Linked DNA regions of Mustela erminea: region 2 is linked to region 1. The links are chromatin contacts, called in public Hi-C maps. All regions are on one chromosome and are shown on one strand. The core of a region is the stretch at or near the end of the contact, and the rest is flanking DNA. Distances in the headings are between cores, read along the strand shown. Region 1 holds the start of LOC116569631 (retinitis pigmentosa 9 protein homolog). Region 2 holds the start of AVL9 (late secretory pathway protein AVL9 homolog).

The links. A called contact is a pair of places that touch in the nucleus more often than the background predicts.
Region 2: a Hi-C map of fibroblasts shows a contact between it and region 1, with 4 times the contacts expected there. The contact joins the promoter of AVL9 here to the promoter of LOC116569631 in region 1. A contact is called at or near these places in 2 of 3 Hi-C or Micro-C datasets (fibroblasts and spleen).

What each region holds. Positions count from the first base shown.
Region 1 is chr11:43,662,568-43,667,746 of mMusErm1.Pri, forward strand. It overlaps LOC116569631 (retinitis pigmentosa 9 protein homolog), which reads left to right and starts at 2,034. Exons shown (of 9, transcript XR_004277110.1): 1 at 2,034-2,308; 2 at 3,018-3,065. BBS9 (protein PTHB1) reads right to left here and starts at 2,026. Exons shown (of 22, transcript XM_032305996.1): 1 at 1,378-2,026.
Region 2 is chr11:43,973,280-43,978,439 of mMusErm1.Pri, forward strand. It overlaps AVL9 (late secretory pathway protein AVL9 homolog), which reads right to left and starts at 3,041. Exons shown (of 16, transcript XM_032306004.1): 1 at 2,922-3,041. The coding sequence starts at 3,014.

The DNA.
Region 1 (5,179 bases), core at 784-3,283:
TGTCAAATAAATGCCATTAGTAACTTAGTAGTAGTAATAGAAGTGGTGGTGGTGGAATGTACTCTGAACCATGCCAGTCTGAACTTCTGGATTGAATATTTAAACGGGACATTTTTTTTAAAATGACAGGGGCACCTGGGTAGCTCAGTGGGTTAAGCCTCTAGCTTCGGCTCAGGTTATGATCTCAGGGTCCTGGGATTGAGGACCACATCAGGCTCTCTGCTCAGTGGGGAGCCTGCATCCCTTCCTCTCTCTCTCTGCCTGCCTCTCTGCCTACTTATGATCTCTACCTGTCAAATAAATAAATAAAATCTTTTTTAAAATGTTTAAAAATTTAAAATGACAGTAAACTTTCACTGAAATGATAATTGACAGGGATGTTTTATAATAACATCATGTATTTCAATAATTTTTTTTGTTTCAATAATTTTTGAGAAATATTTGAAAGTCTTTATTCTGAGGGATAAGACTTGCTAGATACATCAAAACATGTAACATTAACAACTACTATATACTATGATATAGGATTTTTGCCCCTTCAATAAATGTTTCCACCAAGAACTTGTACCAAAAATGTAAGTGTGTGGATGTACTTTAAGAGCAACTACACACAATTCCACAAAATGAAAAATTCCTTAAACTCAATTTATAAATTATTTTCAAGTTTTTAAAGTTCTTCTAAATAAGGATTTAGTCTATTCACACACGAACACACACACAAAAATCCCTGTAATTATTCTCTTTACATATTTCTAACAACTTTAGTTATGACCTATAGTTTTCCTCCTAGCATCTTCAAGTTGTGTAGGTGTGTGACGTGGTTTCATGTTTAAAGTAAAAGTAAAAGTGAGGTGGCAAAAAAAAACAAAACAAAAACTATTAATTTCTCGGGAAATTGAAGTCAATTGTAGGACTTAATTAGGGAAAGAAAGTGCTGATAAAAATCAGCTCAGTGTATCTAAACTGCTGTGGTCTGCAATATAGAGAAAGAAGGAGAAGCAATAATCCTATTACAAGAATTAGAGGGTATTAGCGCATGCATCCTACTGCAGTCACAGGCTGAGAATTGCTTTGACCATTGGCTCACAAGACCTACTGAAGTGTCATGGGAAGACGATGCTAGTGCACCACGTGACATTCCTGAATGGAATCTTGAAAAAAATTTATCAGCCTTTCTCAAAAATGTTCACAAGATTTTCACACTTTGTGCTCCTAGTTGCGTTTTTATTTTTAATGCAGACATCATTCCTAAGAAACATATCATCCAATATATCCCCCCAAACCATTCCGTGGCATCAGCGGATCGATCTTGCCCACAAAACAAAACACAGAAAGGGCATTTACGCTCCCAGTGTTTAATTTCGGACATACTCTTACCTGATGCTCAATCCGGTGGGTCCTGCCCCACCTTTCCTCGAACTCTCCGGAGATTTCCCTTGAAGAACGCCTGCCAGGGTCCCAGGGCTGAAACGACGAGAGCAAGAATGGAGGGTGCAGAGCAAAGCAAACCCTCGCTTCACTACTCCCTGTCGTTCCCCTGCTCCAACTTGTTCCACGTCCCAGACGGAGAGAAAGAGCCTCACCAGGGAGCACCACCAACCCCACAAAGTTGGAGCGACACCCACAAGGAGTAAACCTGCATCCTTTCTGTGTCAACCCCGTAGACACGCAGGGAAAACGGCATCAATCCCTTGGAAGAGACCACGCAGGCCACAACAACGGCAAGTCCTGCTTCTCACAAAGAGGAGGAAATGGTGAGGGAGGCAATCAGTGGGATGTAGCAGACAGAGGACAGCAACGGCGGAAGAGACAACTCCCCACTCCCGCCTAACTCCAAGCCGTCTTCGCCCTGTTGTCATAGCACTTTACAACGAACGCCGCTGCGCAAGTCAGTCCTCCGAGCTCCGACGCCTTCTGGGGATTGTAGTCCAGAGCGGCTGAGAGGGTGGAAGGCAGAAGACTTTTCCTGCTTCGGTCCGGTCGGGATCAGATTTCTAAAGGAGAGGGCTGGAGTGAACCATTCCCTGGTCCTCATTAGCACAGAGATAATGAATACCATTCCCTTTCCCGTCCTTGGACAGTTCCTCAGAAATAGGGTCCCAGGAAGACCAGATTCCCGCCTCCGCTGTGGACGCAGAACACGCCCCCCCACGCCATCCCCGTCCCGCGTGTCAGCGCGCGGGGTGGGGCTTCGCGCGGGGGCGAGGCTCGCTCAGGAGGGGCGGAGCGTCCGCGCTCCTCCGCGGGCTCGCGCTTCCCATCCTCCAGAAACAGTTACTTTTCCCGCTCGGAGGCCAAGGAGGCAAAGGTATGGACCAGGCGGCGGTGGCCAGGTGGCAGGAGCGAGAGCCAGTGTGCGAGGCCCGGTGGCTGGGTAGTGCTGGCCCAGGACACATTCACCTTGAAGAGGAAGACAGGGGCGGAAGACCAACATCGTGGAGGCGGTGGAGCATTTGAACAATTTCCAGGTGCTTATCTTTTCCTAGGAGAAAAAGTGCTGCTCTGAGGTTTTTATACATGTCTCCTGATCCCTTGTGCAGTCTCTCTTGAGCATAGACCTTAGAGTGGATTATCTGGCATATAGGTAGGTAAATGTTCGATTTTATAATTGAACATAATAATAATGCCAGTTTTTTTTTTAATTTTTTTTTCATCTTTGTTTTCAAAACCAAAGGGGTGCCCCTAGAATAAAAGATTTTTTTAAATCATATAATAAAATACTGTGTGAAAATTACCTTGAGGGTGCGTGGGTGGCTCAGTTGGTTAAGCAGCTGACTGTATCTAAGCTCAGGTCTTGATCTGAGTATAATGAATGAGTTCAAGTCCTATATTGGCCTCGATGCTGGACATGGAGCCTACTAAAAAAAAAAGAGAGAGAGAGAGAAGGAAAAAGAAAAAATTATCTTGAACTACCAATTTATATTTCAACCCACCAAGATATGTAACTACTTCATTTTAAAAAAACATATTCCTTGTGACAGGAGGAAGGGTTGATATCCAAATTCATTCTATTTCAGTGACAGCATGGGACAGTGTGAAGAATACTATTTGCTGGGAAACCTCAGGTAACTTATCATTTCTGGCATAAAAAGCTTATTTTCAACAACTGGGTGCCATAATTCCTCCTAATGAGTGCAAGAGTTTAAAAAAAAAATAGCTGTAGTTTTTTTCCATCTTTGTGTGGCCATTTCTTTACAATGTGACTTTGTAGCTCTACCCTTACATCTAAATTTAACTTGCTTTGGTCAATGAAACATTAGTAAATATAATGAAAGCGAAGCTTCAAAAAGTGCTTCTCTCTCACATGCTTCTCTTGAAGATACTGCAACCACTTCTATGTGACTGACCTGTAGAAGCTTGCTGAATGAGGAGAAACATGTCAGGTCATCTCCACTGCTCCTCTAGATACATGAATAAGGTCATTTTAGACCAACCAAACCCAGCAGAGTTAACTAACTGCAGAGATCCATCAAGTAACCCCAAAGCAGAACTGCCCACCCAACAGATGTTATTTTTTTTAAACCTCATGCATATTAGAGACATAAAGGACTATACTAAACCTCATGCATATTAGAGACATAAAGGACTATACCTGTTACCAAGGCCAATAATTTATTGAGCCAGGTACACAATAAATATATGTACCAGACACTATATGAAGCATGTTGGATCATTAAATATTCACAACACAGATCTCAATTATTTTTTGCTTTAACTCATAGGGCAAAATTAATTTGGAAAGATAATACCTAACTTATTTACATGTGATGCCCTCTGATACTTCTACTTTCTATTCTTTCCTTTTTTATTTCATGGTTTATGATATTGCTGCCAATTCCCTGAGTGGATTTCACAATCCTCTAATGACTCTTGACCCCAAATTTGAACAACATGAACATAGCATTTATCAGTCCAAATCAATATTTCTAGAATGAATGAATGTCAAAAAGGCATATTTGGCACATCAATAGCTGCAGAATATGTGTGGCATCACATAGTATGGGACCATGTGGTAGCTAGAGAAATGTTTAAAATTCCAGTATGATAATGACTTCTTCCAACTTTATTTTCTTCATTACCTTCCTACCACACTTACTATAAGATCCAGTACTTCACAAGGTCTACAAGATCTGGAAAGTCTTGTCCGGTCTGCCTCTCCGGCCTCATTTCATCACTCTTCTCCTTGCTCCCCAGGCTTCAGCCCCACACTTGCCTTCTCTCTCAATTTCTTCTGTACATGAAGCCCCTTTTCCACAGGCTACTCTGCCTCTTGGGATATTTTCCTTTGCTCCACCAGCTTCTACTCAGCTGATATTTCCCTTCCCCATGGAAGGCTTCGTGGGCCACCACTAGAATAAGTACCCCTATACATCTCCATAGAACTGATCATAACTGAAATTTTAAGATATGGGTAATTGTCAGTTCAACATTTTTCTTATGTAAGCTCCACAAAGGCAGAGACAGGTTTCTCCTCCAGACTCAGAACACATTCACACAGCAGGTCTAATTCAGTGTTTGATGAATGAATAAATGAATGTTTTTGAAATTTTTATTAGCTCTTTCCTTCACCTTTATAACCTTACATCTTCTGGCTCTCCCCAGAGTTCAGACGACTCCCTAGCGCATACCAGAGATAAATCTGAGTCGCTCACACCAACCAAATGACTGGAATGCTTCCTTCCCTCCTGGGGTGGCTTTGGCAGCTGGCCAAGCTTGGGTGCCTGAGGCCTATGACCATTAGTGAGTGGGTTCTTGCTCAGGAAACTCCATGGGCCCTGATACTATCAGGACCCAGGAAAGCTCACCTCAAACATAGACAAAAAGTGCTCAGATATATGGAATCACACCAGTAGCAGGGACTTGCACACAAGCTGGGACCAAGAACTTCACCATTCACAGACTGAGTTATTGAGTATCTTCACTTCTCATGTGTGAGAACTGTAAGAGGCTCTAAAGTGTAAGAAGAAAACCTTATGTTTCTAAATAATGAATTATACTACCATTATATTCCTTTAGTATCAGGACATCCAGATTTATTTTAAACACTAACTTTATGGGGCACCTGGGTGGCTCAGTTATTAGGCAACCGACTTGATTTTGGCTCAGGTCACGATCCCAGGGGTTTGGGATGGAGTGCTGCATGAGCCAGGAGTCTGCTTCTGCTTCTCCCTCCCACTCT
Region 2 (5,160 bases), core at 1,791-4,290, 310 kb after region 1:
TTTCCTTAGGCTCCTCAGAACTCTCTTCTTAAATAGGGCCTCACTTGGGCTTCCTTGTTCTCTGCATTCTCTAATTTTAGAATGAATCCTTTTAGCTAGGTATAGCTAGAAACACCCTTTACTCCTGATACTGGAATTTCCCATCCACTGACCCTCCAACTCTACTCTTTGGCCATAAATATCTCCTTTTCCTCGTATTCAGAGTTGAGCTAAGAGCCCAGTGTGGGACTCCATTTCAGGGGTCTACTAGAATCATGACCTGAGCAGAAGGCAGACACTTAGCCGACTGAGCCACCCAGGTGTCCCAGTTCTATACTGAGGTCTCTTTTCCCCTATTAAAAAAGCTCTCCTGAATAAAATGTTTTTATTGCTTTAACTATTGTCCAGTTCTGGTTCTTCTGACAGAACCAAACTAGCTAAGTGTTCTTAAGTTGCTTAACGTTTTTGGGTTTCAGTTTACTCATCTGTAAATTGAAGGGAGATGAGAGTAGAATGAACTCTAGGGACCCATGCCAGCTCTAAAATTCTCATGAAGAAATCTGGTAGAGGAAAATGAGGTACAGCAAAACTAAGCGATTTGGACTTGCTCGAGGTCATGGGAGCTGTGAGGCCAGAACATCATGCAGGTCTCCCGATTCCCAGAACAGTGTTCATTTAATAAAACCAGCAGTCTTTACCTCAATGCTGAAACCAAAAGCCTAACAAATCCAGTGAAATGCCATGGCGTCCAGCAGTGCTACTTCAGCTGAAAGTGCCTCCTTCATTTTACAATCTGTTGTTCAGTTTTCTTTAATCTCTAAGCAACACCACATTTGTTTCCTAAAATCATTTTTCTTTCTGGGAATATAAGCAATATATTGACAATAAAACTGTATAAAACATAATCCTGAAATTAGATGACAGCAAAATATAAAAGATTTTATTCTCTCTCTTACCAATATTTCCTTCCTGTTTTTTAGATTTTATTTATATGAGAAAGAGAGAGAGAGCATGGGGCAGGAGGGTCAGAGGGAGAAGCCAGCTCCCTGCTGAGCAGGGACCTTCAGTGAACCCAATTTGGGACTTGATTCTGGGACTGGGACTGGATCCTGGGACTCCAGGATCATAACCTGAGCTGAAGGCAGTCGCTTAACCAACTCAGCCACCCAAGTGCCCCTTTCTTCTTTTTTTTAAAAGTCCCAGTTTGGTTTGGAAGTGGGCCCCTACTTCTTTATCCTAAAAGACTCCTAAATGCCATACAGCTCAGCAGAATGAACACACTGATGGCAGAAGCAATTCTACATCTGACTCCAGGACTGTTCTGCAGTGTGACATCAGCAAGATCAATTTACTTCCTCCAAGTTTCAGTTACTTCACCCATATCCAAAGTGAGTTATAAAATGATAATTAAGATCAAAGATGTGAAGTTTTAAAGTACGAAACATCTTTAAGAAACAAAAAGAAATAAACAAGGAAAAAAATAATCAAACCCCAAAGAAGAAAAAACAAAAAACAAAAAACAAAAGCCCAGGCTCTTACCTACAGAAAACAAACTGGTGGCTATCAGAGGGAATGTGGGTGGGGGGATGGGTGAAACAGGTGAGGGGGATTAAGAACACACCTATGTTGGTGAGCACTGAGTAATGTAGAGAATTGTGGAAATCACTGTATTGGACACCTAAAACTAATATAACACTACATTAATCAAATTAAAAATTTTAAAAGTATTAAAAATCTAATGAACATGGTGTTTGCATGCCAAGATACAATCTCAAATACCCACTCTCTTCTAAATATAAGGCCATGTTTTAAAAACATATACTCTACTGCTGCTACTTGGAATTTTTTTTAACACCGCACTAAATAATGCCACTTTCTCCTCGGTGTCTTTCTATGCCATTTTCCCCTGAGAGACAAGGAACAAAATACCATACTACAAAGTTAAGCAACGGTTAGAATACATACAATCACAAACATCTATTCACTCCACTTTCCTGTTACCATCCTCTAACGAATTTAAATTTTGCCAGCAAAAATCTTCTAAAATGTTTTGTTTTCTGTGAAACGCAAGAAATGAAATGCTACATTACCTAGCAGTGGCAGTCAGTATTTTTAACACATTTCAATTTCCTGTTCGCTAGCACATTATGACATCATTGCCTTCCAGCGTTTGGGCTCATGAAATAATTCCGTTTCTGTTTTGTTCTTCTACCTCCAATGTATATACTGCAAACGTCCCATTGTTCCCGTTCACTATTTCAGTGAAGAAGCGTGATAAAAATGACTTTGTATTTGCACACTCCTCTGCCCGGTAAATATACCATCTCTTATCGCAACTGAACTGGAAAGGTCAATTTCTCACCAAAAGGCAAGATTTGGACGAGATCAAATAGCAAAACCAAGGCCCAGTGGGAAGGGGGGGAGGAGTCAATACACCACCCAAACAGGACGGATTCTAGGGCTTCCACAGATAAACAAAGGAAGTGGATTTTCCCACGACGCCGCCTGTGCTTCAACCAACCCTAAACATTTGTGTGGAAGCCCACTGAGCTCATTACCTTGAAAACGAAGCCCAAGTGCTGAATCTTGTAAAGGCTCCCATTATAGGTGGACACCCGGAAAGTCAATGGAGGCTCAGATGAATGAGGAACTGAGTGGGGCTGACCTTCGATTCATCCTCCCACTCCACCAAGGAGCCTGAACACCTACCAACCCAACAATACCAACACAGAACTCCTCCGCTGCTCAAAACAATGTCGGGGGCCAGAGAAAGAAGGGAGTGTGGAGAATGCGCCTCAGGTGCGCCGACTGCGAGGAGCAGGTGTGAAGTTCAGAAGGGCCGAGGGCGCTTAAGGCAGCACCAAACCGAGCTGAGGGGAGCGAGCACCAGCTGCGCGCGACCGCACGAACGGCCGGGGGCGGATTCGAACCCCCCTCCTCACCTGGCAGCCCTTCTTGTGATGAAAGCCGACCACCACGATGTGCAGTACGGGCCCCCGGGGGGCGCCATCGCCTCCCCGCCCGGCCTTCTCCATGGGCGGCCGCCGCGGGCCCGCAAGCCGCCGACTTCAACCGCCAAGGGCGGCGGGCCCGGCGAACCCCGCGGTCCCCAGGAAGACGGCGAGCGGCGGGTTTCAGGTGTCAGCGAGGGCGCCGCATGAGGGCCGCCCAGGCGGCCCGGAGGAGGCCGAGGCTCCCGCAGCTCCGTGCCGCCCTCCAGGGCCGCTGCCGCGCTATCCTCATCCGCTTCCGCTGCTTCCGGGCTGTCACCTGATGCGGCGGCCGCCGCCGGCGACGAGGGGCGGGGCAGGCCCCGGAGGGAAACTGACGGGGCGGGGCCTGGGTGTGGGGCGGGGCCCGAGAGGGGAGCGCTTGGGCGGGGGCGGGACCTGCGGGGCCACAGGGCATCTCTGTCTCCTCCCTTTTCCGTGCGACCTTAACACGCTTTTCTCAACCCTTTGCCCTCTCTTTTTCCTCCTTAAAATCTCCTCCCCTTCCGTCCACTTTCTTTAGCTTTCCTCCTTTTTTAACGTCTTTTCTTCTTATTCACTCTCTTATCCAATTTCTTCATTCATTTCCTTCGCCTCTCCGGCTTCGGTAACAGGGAGTCATATTGATGGGGCTCTGTAACTGCGTATTCAACCTTTAAATTACTTGCTTCTCCAGGTTTTTTTCTTTTGCTTCGTTCTGGATTTTTTTTTTTTTTCTTATTTAAGTATTATGTATAGGAGACTGGAAGCGTCTCAAGGGCTGCAGTAAAATGTCCTCGACAATAAAGGAAGTTTACAAGGAGACCTGTAAATGACTGTTCTGATTCCGAAGTTTAAATATATATATATTTTTTTCATTTTATCTTTTTTCTGGCTTTAGTACTCTGGTCAGTAAAAAATATACGTGGTCTGTTGTCACCAGTATATCTAATGTCCTAACTGATTGTACTACATTTTTTAAAAAAATATTTATTTATTTATTTGACAGACAAATCACAAATAGGCAGAGAGGCAGGAAGAGAGAGAGGAGGAAGCCGGCTCCCTGCTAAGCAGAGAGCCCGTGGGGCTCCATCCCAGAACCCCGGGACCATGACCTGAGCCGAAGGCAGAGGCTTTAACCCACTGAGCCACCCAGGTTCCCCTACAACTTTATTTTTAAAGACTAAAGGATAGGAGCTTGCTTCAAATAGAATTCGAGATTACTGCAATAATTGGCTGTGAAGTTTACCATTACCAGTTGCCTCTTAGTTTAGACAACCTTAGCAGGTGTTATTTTACACTCCTGGCCTTGTAATTTAAGGACTTGCATTCTAATTGAAGTATAGCTGAGAAAACCAGTAGGCTTCCTATAAATGAATTTAGCTTCTATGATTCAGCAGGAGTGTGTTAATGCTAATAAAAATACTGTAGAAACCTTTCAAGGTGTTTCTACCATTTCCTTACTATATTAGAGAATTCTTGGTGTTGGTTCAGAACTGCGTGTGAAATTATAGTATTCCCTGCATGCAGAATATCTTTTTTTTTTTTTTAAGATTTTATTTATTTATTTGACAGACAGAGATCACAACTAGGCAGAGAGGCAGGCAGAGAGAGAGGAGGAAGCAGGCTCCCCACTGAGAAGAGCCCAATGGGGGGCTCCATCCCAGGACCCTGAGACCATGACCTGAGCAGAAAGCAGAGGCTTTAACCCACTGAGCCACCCAGGCACCACCCCTGCATGCAGAATATCTTACAGTTCTTTTCCACCTGCTTCAATATTTTCCACAATTGGCATACCCCAAATTAAAGTCTAATAGAACAGTCTTTTTTTTTTTTTTTTTTTTTAAAGATTTAAGAGTAGGGCTTTGGGGTGGCTCAGTCAGTTAAGTATCTGCCTTCTTCTCAGGTCTTAATCCCAAAATCCTGGGATCTAGCCCAGCACCCACTCCCTGCTCAGCAGGGAACTTGCTTCTCCCTCTCCCCCTGCTTGTGCTCTCTCTTTCACTGTCAAGTAAAAATCTCTAAAAGAATTTTATATCGGGACGCCTGGGTGGCTCAGTTGGTTGGGCAGCTGCCTTCGGCTCAGGTCATGATCCCAGCGTCCTGGGATCGAATCCCACATCAGGCTCCTTGCTTGGCAGGGAGCCTGCTTCTCCCTCTGCCTCTGCCTGCCATTCTGTCTGCCTGTGCTCTCTTTCTCCCTCTCTCTGAT